4 separate regions of the Mus musculus genome follow, and all the other regions are linked to region 2. The links are chromatin contacts, called in public promoter capture Hi-C maps. All regions are on one chromosome and are shown on one strand. Each heading gives the region's core, a stretch centred on a gene start, on an enhancer-like site or on the middle of the called end of the contact. The rest is flanking DNA. Distances are from core to core; before and after follow the strand shown.

What was found. Promoter capture Hi-C pulls out the DNA fragments that hold promoters and counts their contacts.
Region 1: a promoter capture Hi-C map of pre-B cells shows a contact between it and region 2, with 3 times the contacts expected there. The contact joins the promoter of Add3 here to the promoter of Vti1a in region 2. A contact is called at or near these places in 1 of 39 promoter capture datasets (pre-B cells) and 2 of 9 other capture datasets (adipose tissue and liver).
Region 3: a contact with region 2 is called in a promoter capture Hi-C map of pre-B cells, with 5 times the contacts expected there. The contact joins the promoter of Xpnpep1 here to the promoter of Vti1a in region 2. A contact is called at or near these places in 1 of 39 promoter capture datasets (pre-B cells), 1 of 115 datasets of contacts at active chromatin or transcription factors (epiblast stem cells) and 2 of 9 other capture datasets (adipose tissue and liver).
Region 4: a promoter capture Hi-C map of pre-B cells shows a contact between it and region 2, with 4 times the contacts expected there. The contact joins the promoter of Mxi1 here to the promoter of Vti1a in region 2. A contact is called at or near these places in 3 of 39 promoter capture datasets (cranial neural crest, embryonic stem cells and pre-B cells), 1 of 15 datasets of contacts at CTCF or cohesin (the NIH/3T3 cell line), 1 of 115 datasets of contacts at active chromatin or transcription factors (astrocytes) and 1 of 9 other capture datasets (adipose tissue).

The regions. Positions count from the first base shown.
Region 1 is chr19:53,141,379-53,144,391 of GRCm38.p6, reverse strand. Add3 (adducin 3 (gamma)) reads right to left here and starts at 1,636. Exons shown (of 15, transcript NM_001277100.1): 1 at 1,303-1,636.
Region 2 is chr19:55,314,341-55,317,320 of GRCm38.p6, reverse strand. Vti1a (vesicle transport through interaction with t-SNAREs 1A) reads right to left here and starts at 1,264. Exons shown (of 8, transcript NM_016862.4): 1 at 777-1,264. The coding sequence starts at 870. It overlaps Zdhhc6 (zinc finger, DHHC domain containing 6), which reads left to right and starts at 1,285. Exons shown (of 11, transcript NM_025883.4): 1 at 1,285-1,525; 2 at 2,549-2,980. The coding sequence starts at 2,754.
Region 3 is chr19:53,037,029-53,039,834 of GRCm38.p6, reverse strand. Xpnpep1 (X-prolyl aminopeptidase (aminopeptidase P) 1, soluble) reads left to right here and starts at 1,265. Exons shown (of 20, transcript NM_001374834.1): 1 at 1,265-1,321.
Region 4 is chr19:53,309,112-53,311,932 of GRCm38.p6, reverse strand. It overlaps Mxi1 (MAX interactor 1, dimerization protein), which reads right to left and starts at 1,427. Exons shown (of 6, transcript NM_001008542.3): 1 at 960-1,427. The coding sequence starts at 1,233. The region is part of intron 2 of Gm30541 (a long non-coding RNA gene); the gene reads left to right.

The DNA of each region.
Region 1 (3,013 bases), core at 387-2,886, 2.2 Mb after region 2:
AACTGTAGAAAAGTGTCCGGCCACTACTCATAACTACAGTTAATCTGATCAATTTTAGGAAAAAAAAAAGTTACCCTGCAAGTTAAGTCCGACACAAAGGAGATTTAGCTATAACATCTTCCAGAAGTGCTCGAAAAGAAACAATTCTATCAATGAGTCAGCCTTGTACCTTAAATACACAGGTCATTCTACTGGTCAAGTAACTTCATTTTAAAAGGACATATTACACTGTACTCTTACTAGAAGTCTGCCAAAACCCAAATCAGTACATGTTCAGCACACTGAGGATGGAGTCCATTCTAAGAAAGGCAATCATTTCATACTGCTAACTCTAAAATTTCTATAATTTTATAAATCACTGTAAAGAACTCACACATGTTTATGTAGCTCATCCCAAGCCCCAGAGTCTTATCAATTCCTTCCTGAGCCTGGCTCCTAATCCTCACTCAAAGCCTCTTGGCTGAGCTAAATCCCACACCACTCTAGCAAAGTCAATTCCAAGAGCACATGTGCCAAGGATATTTAGTGGTTTTCCTTACACTCCCACTTTAAACGGGCATCTACTTGCAATTAAATCTCTGCAACAAAAAAAGTTCACCTGAGGCCATTCTTGTCATTTTAATAGAGGCCTGGTTTAATAGTGGCCTTGCCTCAGCTATTACATACCTCCAAAGAGGTTGGAAGTGCCCCAAACACCAGCAAACCAAATCTGCTGCCAACTGGGCTGTCACCCCGCAAGGAAGAATAAAGTATCAGGAATGCTTGAAAGGTTATAGTGTGTGTGTGTGTGTGTGTGTGTGTGTGTGTGTGTGTGCGCGCGCGCGCGCGTGCTCGTGCGCACTTTTAGTGTGTGTGTGCTGGGGAGGGTCACACTGATTAGATAAAGTGGTTGAACAATTTCAACTTGTGACTGAAGTTTCTTAAGCCACGAGGGGGTAAAAAAAAAAGAAGAAGAAAAAAGAAAACAACAAATCAACACGGTCTTCTTCCACCTTCTCCAAGCGCGGGAACCTCCCACCGTCCCCGCGAGCACCTTCGGGGTCAGCAAGGCTCCCCGCAGAACAGGATTTTGCAATCCCACGCCCTCGCTGGGGGAAGCCGGGGACGCCCGGGTGAGTCCCGGCCCACTCTGCGGCGCCGCACCCCGACTCCTCGCCCCCAGGTCTGCACTCCTCGGCCCCGTGGGGCTCGCGTTCCCGCCCCGAGCACGGTTCACCTGAGGCCGCGCGGCCAGCCAGTCCGAAGCCCCCTCGGCGTGGGAAGCGCGGCGGGACCCCGGGCCCTCCGCTCCCGCAGGATTACCTCGCAGCGCAGCCGGCTTTGTGCCCACTCCTTCGCCACCGCCGGGCTGCAGCGGCCGCCCGGTCCGCCGCAGCCGCCTCTTAACGTCGCTCGCTCGGTTCCCGAGGAGAGGGCCGGGAAGGGAGGGGGCGTGGAGACGCAGGACCTGGACGCCGAGCCCTCGGCAGCGGGAAGTGGCGACACCTGGTCGCCGACGCGTCTAGCTCTCGCTGCTTCAAAACATCATTTAAAGCCCTTTCCTCTCCCTCCAGCCCCTCGCCCGCACGACCGTTACCGGCGGGCGCCTCGCGCTCTGGCGGGACCAGCCGAACTCCCCACGAACGCCCTCTGGCCCGCCCCTTGGGCTCCGCCTCCACAGGGTCCAGGACTCCGCCCCCTACAGGCTTAGTCTCGCTTAGCACCCCGAAGGCCCCGCCCCACAGGCCTGAACGCCTTGGCCCCGCCTACCACAGGCCACGCCTCAGGGCTCTTGATTCCGCCCTCTACAGGCTTGACCCTTCTAGTACCCCAGCTTCAAGGCCCCGCCCCATGGCCCGAGAGCTCTAGCCCCGCCTCTTATAGGCCACGCCCCAGCAGCCTTCACTCCGCCCAGTACGGGCTGGGCCCTCGTAGCTCAAAAGCGTGCCCCTGGTTCCGCCCTTCGCCAGCCCAGCGTTTTTGCTCCGCTCCTAATAGGCCACGCCCCCAACAGGCTCTCGCAGGTCCAGGCCCCGCCTCTGCTGCCCCTTGAGATCTCTGGCCCCGCCCCTCGAGGCCCCCCTTCGAGCTGCAAGCTCCGTATCCGTGCAGCTGCGGCAGTGGGGGCCTACGTGCTCCGCAGGCGGAGGGCCTGTTGCAGGGCGCCTGCCTGGCGCCTCTGCAAGGTCTTCCTCCCTCAGTGCAGCTCCGATCCGCTGCCGGAGAAGGAAACGACCCCGAGAGAAACCCGATTGAGAGTGGGAGGGTGACGCCACGGAAACATCTACCTCCCCAGTCCTAACGTGCTTCCCCCACCCAGTGAATCTCAGCTGAGCCGTAGCTTTCAGATTGAGCTTCTGTGGCCCACTGAGGCCGCTGGGTTTTTGGGGGGAGAGGCCACAATAGTTGGACTTCAGCTCGGCTCCCACAGGAGGGGGCCTCGATTTTCTCTTCAGCATATTTGCGTTTGGGGGAGCCTCCCGCCTTCACTCACTCCCACAGAGGGACGGGGCAAGGGCCTTTATATTCATTTGGACCAGCCCAAACTCTGCACTCCTACTTTGGCTAATTGCCTCTTAAACCTTCTGAGAGCTGACCTCTTGGGAGATGAAAAGTCTAGGCTCCGCCAGCAGCCTTCAAAATCTGTCTAAAGCCAGGCAAACTTTGCAACACTCATTTGCAGAGTCGGGGATCCCTCCACAGGTGACACTGGGCTGCCCACCCCCGCCTCCCAGACGGGTTTCTCACCCCAACCTATTCTCGAAATAGACCTCCAGGCACACGCTCGCTGCTCTCCTCTGCCACCCACGACTTGCACACCACTCCGGCACACATGCCCTCTCCACTGCACGAATTCACCCTCAAGCACACTCCTCCCAACACCATTCTAGTGATTCATGGTCCCTGGGGTTAACCCCACCCTAACACACACAGCAAACTTCATTTCCCCACCCTTATCTCCCGTCCTTTCCAAGGCACTGGCGACAGGCCACTTCATTTCCTTCCTCATCTGCAGGCTCTCTTCCCCCTCAAA
Region 2 (2,980 bases), core at 15-2,514:
AGCATGCAGGGTAATACCTGGAGGATGCTGAATTGTAAAAGTGAGCAAAGTTGTCCTGTACGAAGTTTCATATAAAACTGGGTTATAGATACCCAAGAAAGATGAGAATCACAGAATCAGGGCAGAGGTCTGAAAAATAGGAATCCTAACAAGAGCTAAGACACAGGGCTTCACAGCTGCGTATCAGTTAATCTTCACAACCGCCCTGAGAGAGGTACGAGTCTCTCGAACCAAGAAGGAAGTTTTGAAGGATAACGAAAACTTGCCTAGGAGACAACTTCTAAGTGGCAAGGGTTAGACTTGAATTCAGGCATCCTAGCTCGTCATTCTAGTGTGCCACGAATAAGGATAACAGAATTATTGACTAAAACGACAACGCTGCTGCTGCATTTACAGATCCACAATCTTGATACTTTCACACAGTTCCTTTGAATACTCATATTTTACAAAAGATAAAAAAAGATAGAAAAAAAAAAAGAAAAGGAAAAAAGAAGAAATCAAGATGCAGAGCAATGTTTCCAAGGCTATACAAGCTTTTAAAAAGCGGTGGGGTAGGAAACAGGCGCCACCCCCCCAAAATGGTTTCCACGCAGAAGGTGCTTTGCATTTGAAGCACATTTAATGCCAATCACAACCTACTACCCAGAACGCACCCCTCCCCGGGCCGCCAGCACCACCCACAGCAGCCTCGCGCCAGCGAGCCCCGCGTGCCCAGGCGGCGTTCCGCGGCCCCCGGCTCTCCAGGCCGCCCCCGCCCGGCCGGGCAGGGTACTCACCGGGAGGGAGCCGAGGGACCCTTGCAATCTTGCTGGTGATCTCAGCAGTGAGCACTGCGAAGTCCTGCTCGTACCCTTCGAAGTCGGAAGACATGGCAGCTCGGGCACGGCCGGCCGGAGCCGGGTTCTAGCGCTCAGAGCGGGACTCGCCAAGGGCGCCCGGCCTCGGCGCAGGGACCCTGTGAAGAAGTCTCCACAGCACAGCGGGAACCGGGAACAACTCCCAGCCCTGCCGCTTCCTGGTTGCTCTACGCAGTCCTTGTCCTCCGGAAACTGCGCTGCCTGCGCCTTTTCCTTTCCACCCAAATCTTCGAACGTAAAACTAAAGAAAAAGTTCACTTTCGGTGACCCCTAAAAAAAAAAAAAGACTACGAAAGCCCACATGCTCTCGGGTATCACAGAATACACGTCCCCCACACTGCAGCTCCAGAGAAACGGCTGGAGCGCCCCCAAACTCTAAGTTGCAGGCGCGGGCTTTCCGAGGGAAGATTGACGCCGCGCACCGACCGGAAGTGGCTGTGGCGGAGCTTGCGCCGAGGACCCGAGCGGGAGGCTCACGGCGGCCGCGTGAACCAGAGACGCGCGGGTCCGAGTTCCCCGCGCAGGTCTCGCCGTCAGGGTTCGCATTCGGCTTGCTCAGACTGAAGCGCTCATGACAGAGCTATAAGGAGGAGAAAATCTGTTCCGCTGAGCCCGGGCCGTCCCGGAAATGCGATGGCTGTGGAGCGGGCACCGGAGACCAGACTGAGGTGGGAGTCACCGCAGGGGGTGCAACCCGCTTACGAGGCGGTCTTCGCCTCGACCTAGTCGACCCAGCATCTCCAAAATATCGAGCCCAGACCTCGCTTAATAAGACGTTTGTCCTGTGAGTGAAGATCCCAGAGCATCCCGCACCACTACATGGGCGGGAAACTGAGGCAGGCACCGACCGGGCTGGCGCATCTGCTCCGTGGGAATCCGTTACGCATACGTCATACCCATGTGTCATAGGTCTTTTCCCGGCTCATTTCACTCCATTCAGAACTCAGGTCTACAACTATTCCCCGTGCGTGCCTTCTTCCCTTCTCCCTCGGCCCCGGAGGGAATTATCCCCCCCCCCCCGCCCGCTTAAATCCACTCTGTGCTCGTTCTCGTGCACTGCTTCAGTTGTGATTTTTCGCGCACACACATGCGGCCTTCTCGTTTTAATCTCACCCTTCTTCCTGTACCTTTAACCCCGATCGATTGCTAATGTTGGCGCTTGGGAGAACAAGTGCCCAGTTATTAATACACAAAGTATTATATGCGTAGAGCATGTCACAGTTAATTCACAACTCGTTGGGAGGCAGTTTAGAACGTCCTAAAAAAGAAGTTTGGTGCTTCTATTCTGGACTTAGCTGTTACTTGTGACCTTGGTCGGTCGATATAATCACAGTCTCTCTAAGCCAGTTTCTGTTCTAGGAAGAATTAGATACGTGATAATTAGATAAGACCCTGCTTCTCAGCTCCCTAAGTCTTTGTTCTCTCTAACGATCCACTAAGCTAGGAGTAGTCGATCCTTTCTGGCACTTTGAACAGAAGAGGAAAACTGTTTAATATGTCCGGTTTTCGTGCACTTCAAGCTCGGACTGTATTCTGGATAGGTCCAAAGTAATTATTTTTGTTCTCGATAAGAGGTGAACTCCACACTAGTGTGCTTTCGAGGTGCTGAGTCAAGTGCTCCTTGGAGTTAAATATTAAATAAATGGCATATGGACTTTCTAAACGGAGTTTTCCCATCTTGTTTTCTTTAGGCTGTGTTTCAAATCAACCTATATTCTCCTGTGAGATACAGAGTTCTGGAGGCCACAACTGAAAATGACATACCCCACCTCAGTGACCCTTCAGCCAAAGGCATGACAGCTCAGGCACACACATGGACTTGTTGCACACAGAAATGTGTGCACAGGAAAAGGAGATCTCTAGTTCTTTAGAAGAAAGAAGTCATTCTTCACCAAGATGGGCATATTCTGCTCAGTAATCAAGTTTGAAAATCTTCAAGACTTAAGGAGACTGTGTCATTGGGGTCCCATCATAGCCCTGGGTGTTATAGCAATATGTTCCACAATGGCCATGATCGACTCTGTCTTGTGGTATTGGCCCTTACATACAACTGGAGGAAGTGTGAACTTCATCATGTTGATAAATTGGACCGTCATGATTCTTTATAATTACTTCAATGCCAT
Region 3 (2,806 bases), core at 16-2,515, 2.3 Mb after region 2:
GAACAACAGTAGAAGCTGTGGGAAAGGGGCCCGGATGGGTCCAAGCGGTTTACAGCTTTAAGCAGGTTTCATCGAGGAGGTGACACTTGACGGGACTGTGAGTGTCAAAGATAGGGAAGGCCAGCTTAGGTGGAGTGAGGTGACCTGTGAGCTGTGATTAAGAAGAGTCACTCCAAATGAAATGGGGACTGCTTAGTTTCTTTTCCCGTCGTTGTGATAAAACATTCTGGCGAAAGGAATTTGAGGGGTAAAGGACTTCTTCGGCTTCCAGTTTCCGTTCATCTAGTCAGGGAGCCAGGCCTTACATCGGTAGTCAAGAGGCGAGAGTAATATATTCATGCTCGTCTTCAGCTCATTTCCATTGATTTTATACAGTCTAGAATCCTCTACCTAGGGAGTGGTTCTGCCCGTCTTAAATAACACAAGACAACCCTCCAGCCAGGCCCAGGGGCTTTTTCTCCCAGGCGATTCTAGAATGGTCAAGTGGACACCTCAGGGTAGGTTCGGTCTGGCTTCTATGCAGGCGTCACACAGGTGAGGTGGAAGTGATGCACCCCAGATAGGTGACGTGATGGAAGTGGGTGGGGCTACGGATCTACTTTGAAGCCAGGACCAAGCGGATCTTGGGCAGATGGGGCATGGACCGGGGAATAAGGCAGATATTACGTCAAGATTTTTGCCCTTAAAACATGGAATAGCCACCGACTGAGATGAAAAAGCCCTACGTGAAGAATGTTTTTGTTTGTACATAGGGTTAGGAGCTAGGTTTGGACGCTTTAACGCCCGATCGTTAGCCCAAGTGAGCAGTAAGTTTTGAAGCTGTTGGGAATAATCATTTGGAAGACATCTCTAAGGTCTCAGCAAGTTATATCCTGATCCAGTCAGTGTCTCCAGGACCCTAAAATAGGTTCTTGCAGAGCTGGCCACGACTCTCTCGTCTTAGCTGACCTAAAAGCTGGAACAAACCGGAGAAGCATGCAGCTTCCTTAGCTGGCAAAACGCCTGTCCTTCCTCTTAAATGGAGAGGAAGATCAGTGACGACTGACCGGCGCCTCTCCCAATTGGTTGCACAGAACACCACACCCTCTCCAAGCAACAGCCCAAAGGTTTTGGAATTCTGACACTCGGCCACGCCCACTCCGGTGAACGGGCGGGGTTTACAGCGGGGCGGAGCCTCTGCGTGAGCACGCCACAGAGGGGAGGAGTGGCCTGCCCGGTGCGCGCGCCTGGCCGTGGGTGATCAGCTGGTCTGCGCTCCCCTGACGTGGGCTGGGGCACGTCACCGCCGAATGGCAGCCTCCAGAAAGCCGCCGCGAGTAAGGTGAGGGGACTGTGCCGGCTGACCGGCATCCGGCGCCCGGCGCGCGAGCTGCACCCCCGGGAGGGTAGGGACGAGAGGGCGAGCAGCGACGGGCCCGCGGCCGTCCGGGGATGGCCTTGGCTAGCGGGGGTTGCCCCAGCGGGAACCGGGGAACGATCTGTGCAGCCCGGCAGGACTCAGCTCGCTTCCGGCGGGGCCCCCGGGCACCTCCGGGCGGCCGGAGCCGGTCCAGGGACCAGTGTGACCGAGGAACTGCCTCGCTGGTCCCGGGAAAGCGGTGATCCTTACCACCCCCGACCCTGAGGGGAGGCCCTGCTGTTGCAGGAAGTTGGTCCCTCTTGGATCCACCCCGGGTACCCAGAAGTGATTGTGCCCCTGCCCTTTTCCTTCCTCCACGGCGGCGATCTAAAGTTACAACCCTGATCATTCTGATGACTGCATTTTACCTCTTGATTCAAACTCCCAACAGAGACAGGCAGCCGTTGTGCCCTCCCCACCCAAATGGTCTCAGGGGCTGTATCAGGAAACAGATAGGCATAGCCTTCCGGAAAATCCTCCTGGAGCCTGCTCTGGGTTCTTCTTGGACACAGGAAGTGAGAAGACACTTCCCAGACTCATGTTGAACATGCTTTAGTGTATCCCTTCTGCACCCGAACCAGGCACACTTGGTTATTTAAAGTGGGAGATGCTAAGAACATAAAACCAGAATTAAAACTCTGAGGGGATGCACAGGGGCGTACCCATCCTCTCAGACCAGTTGAGTCTTGAAAGAACACATGAGGCACCGCAGCCCGACTTGTGAAATTCCGACCATATTATGCCTGTTTCTGTGAGTGGACAGATCTCAAGCCTACCTTGACCCAGACCTGGTCTTGTCACAGCGTGTTAAGTGTGACCAAGAAGTTTATATATGCACGATGGTGGGTGGTGTGGGTAATTGTCCATGTGGTTAGACCTTCCTGGACGTCTTCTGCTGGAAATAAAGTCAGGCAATTGGATAATGATGTAATGTCAAAGGTTCGGAGGCAGCTTGAGGACCACACCACAGTCGTTGCTGGATCCTGGATCCGTAGTCACAGTATTGGGGGTGGTCAGTGAACGTCAGATGGTAGGCTGAGAGGGAGGGTGCCTTCCGGAAGTGGTAGAATTTCAGTGCCATCCAGTGTACAGATGAGGACCCCTTTCAGTTTAGAAGGTCAAACTGAACTCCTTGAAGGAGGCAAATGGAGGCTGGTGGCTGTTAGTGAAGCCAAAGATAGTCGAACCAATCCTGGCACCAGACTTGTCTTCCCCGTCTCACTTCTAGCTCCAGTTGTGTTCAGCTCTCGCTTGGGCAGACTTTTTCCTTCCCGCAGGTGGTGAGAGTTCTAGGCTGACAGTCACTAGAAACAGCCTTATGGTGCGGCTGGAGCAGAGGTCTTAGATCTCCTTCTCACTGAACTCACTTGATGGTTCATGCTATCTGAACTGGTCGTTAGGACCAGA
Region 4 (2,821 bases), core at 178-2,677, 2.0 Mb after region 2:
CCCACACCTTTTCCCCCAACTATTGTTTCTGCGGAATCCTAAAGTTTGCTTTTAGCCACGTCCCCCTCGCCAAGTCCCCCCCTCCCTACCCCAGCGCGCGCAGGACCGCAGGTCCAGGGAGGGCTGCCGGCGCTGCCTGGTTCCTCTGGCCTGTTTCTTTGAGGGGACCAGAGGCCGTGGCATCCCAGAGGCAAGGAGGCACAGGGGAACTGTGTCTGTGGACACGATGGCCTGAGCCTAGTCCTGCTGTGGAAGGAAGGAGAAACGAAGTAGGCAGGAAGAAGAGCCGGAGTCCACGGCGCGGAGAGCTGTTCGGTGGTGGCGGTTGTTATTGTTGTAATGTGTGTCTGTGTTTTCTTTCTGGAAGCCCTGAGCTCTGCAAACGGTTTCCAACTTTCAGCTTCTCATCCCCACCCAACCCTGGAACGAGCGACAAAAACAGAAACAAAACAAAACAAAAAAATAAAAACAAAACAAAACAAAAAAAAAAAAACCAAAACCATAAGCCAAACCAAAACACTTGTCTGCCGGAGTAGGCTCCGGAAAGAAAAAGGAGGAAAAAAAAAAAAAAAAGGGAAGAAAGGCGACCTCGGAGAGACGAGCTCGCAGCCTCTCAGCCCAGTTGTCAGCAAACAACAACACTCCCCCACTCCTCGGCCAGGCCGTCCTCCGGGCCTGCTGGAGACCGACAGACCAAGGCACCGACAGGCTCCCTCTCCCCTTCGCTGTCTTTGTTACATCTTTAGCAGCTTTGTGCGTGCGTGCGTGTCCTTTCTCCGGTGTCATCGGCTTTACTGCCGAGGGTACGTGTGTGTGTGTGTGTGTGTGTGTGTGTGTGTGTGTGTGTGTGTGTTTGTTGCGGGGGGGCGGCGGCGAACCGAGTAAGCGACAGGGGTCGCACAAGGGGGTGAGAAAGAAAGAGCTGGACGCAGGCGAGCAGTCGGGGCCCCCAAACTTACTTTTGTTTTCTTTCTCGATCTGCTCCAGGTAGCTGGCTGCCTCGAGCAGAATCTGCACGTTCTGCAGAAAAGTGTTGATGTGCTTCTCCATCGAGTTCTCGCTGGTGTTGAAAATGTCCGAGAAGGGGCACCGGGGCTTGGCCCCCGCCGGCTCCTCCGGCTGCGCCGGGGGCTGGGGCGCGGCCGCGGCCGGGGGCATGGCCGGGGGCGCGACGGGGACCAGCCCCGCGCCCTCGCAGCGCGCCTCCTTGCGCGGCCGCCCGCGTTTGCCCATGGAGGCACGGGGGTCCGCGGAGCTGCTCCTTGTCCGGGGCTGCGCGGCCGGCCGAGCTGCAGGGCCTCTGGGAGACCCGGCCTGCTGGAGTCACCGAGGCACCGGGGCAAGGAGCCGGCCTGACTGACTTCCCGAGCCTCGCTGCGTGCGGTTGTGAGTGTGAGTGTGTGTCGCTCTCGCTGTGTGGGTCTGTGTGTATGGGAGATTGAATGAACCTACAGGACGGACGGAGGCGCTGTGGCGCCTGGGTCCTAGTGCGAGCCCGATGCCATCTGACCGGTCAAAATAAATGGTGGCGGCTAGGGAGGCAGGGCCCGCCCCCTGCCTATCCAGCACCCTTCCCCGCCTCTCCGCAAATCCTAGCTGCGTAGACAGCACTGTGCTTTAATAAGAATGGGAAAAAAAAAAAAAAAAACCCTCGGATGTCTCTAGGTGGACCTGGATAAAAACAATTTTTCTTTACAGAAAAATAAATTCAGCACAATGCCTGGCACATAGGAGGTCCCCAATAAATGATAGCTGCTAGGCATTTTTTAAAAAAATAAAAAAGACCTTATTTCAAAATCAAACAATAAAAGCCCAATTCTGACGGGAAGAATAGAAACATCACATGTAACTAGAAACTCCTCCCAACACAAACATTTTACACATGACCCCTCACACGCTCGAACACACACACACACACACACACACACACACCTGTGTGTACCTTCACACAAGCAGAGGAAGTCTCCAGGCTACCCTGTCCGGGTTCAGATTTACCGACTCCTTTGCAACCCTTCAAATGCAAAGTTATTTTCCAGGAAGCGGGAGGAGATGTGAGCATCTCTCCACACTCACTCAGTCCAGCTGTGCAAAGCTCACAGCAGGGCGTCACTACAACTGCCTGCCCTTTCACTTGACAGAGTGCCCCCTAGATAGAAGTGGCAACCTAGGAACCTCTTCTTCCCTCCTTCCCTCACTCCCCACTCCCACACCTGGAGTCTTTATCCCCTACTCCCTCCAACAGTTTCACTGCTGCCACTGGGAGCCACCAGGCCTGCCTGACCAGAGTGTGGGAGACACCTGGATAGCCTGGTAAAGAAGGCTTGGAGTTCTCGGCCTACTCAAGCAGACTGAACAAATCAAATCCTCTAACCCTTCCTGGTCAAAATTTGCACATCCCTGAAACCTCTGAGAAGATGCTTTCGTGAACTAAGTCAAAACTACACCTAGAACATCTTGGGCACATACTAAGAATTTTTGTTTTGTTTTGTTCCTGAAGATCAAAGCTTTGTGCCTGCTGGGCAAGTGTTCTCACACTGGGCTACAATGGCAGCCCCTCTGTGAGAACTTTCTCAGTTGGAACCTAGGTCCCCTTTGCTGCTGTAACTTGAATCTAAGTCAGAATGAATGAGGTAAACAAGACTTTTCTGCACTTCACTGGAAAACAGTTCTAAAAGGAATCTACCCAGACTGACCTCGTAAGGGGACCTGGACTTGTGCTGCCCCCTGTCCTCACCAGCCCAGAGACACTTCCCTATACTTTTGTCACAAAGACTGAAAATGGAAACTTTGTTAACAAAGAATATTTTCTTTGCAAAATGCT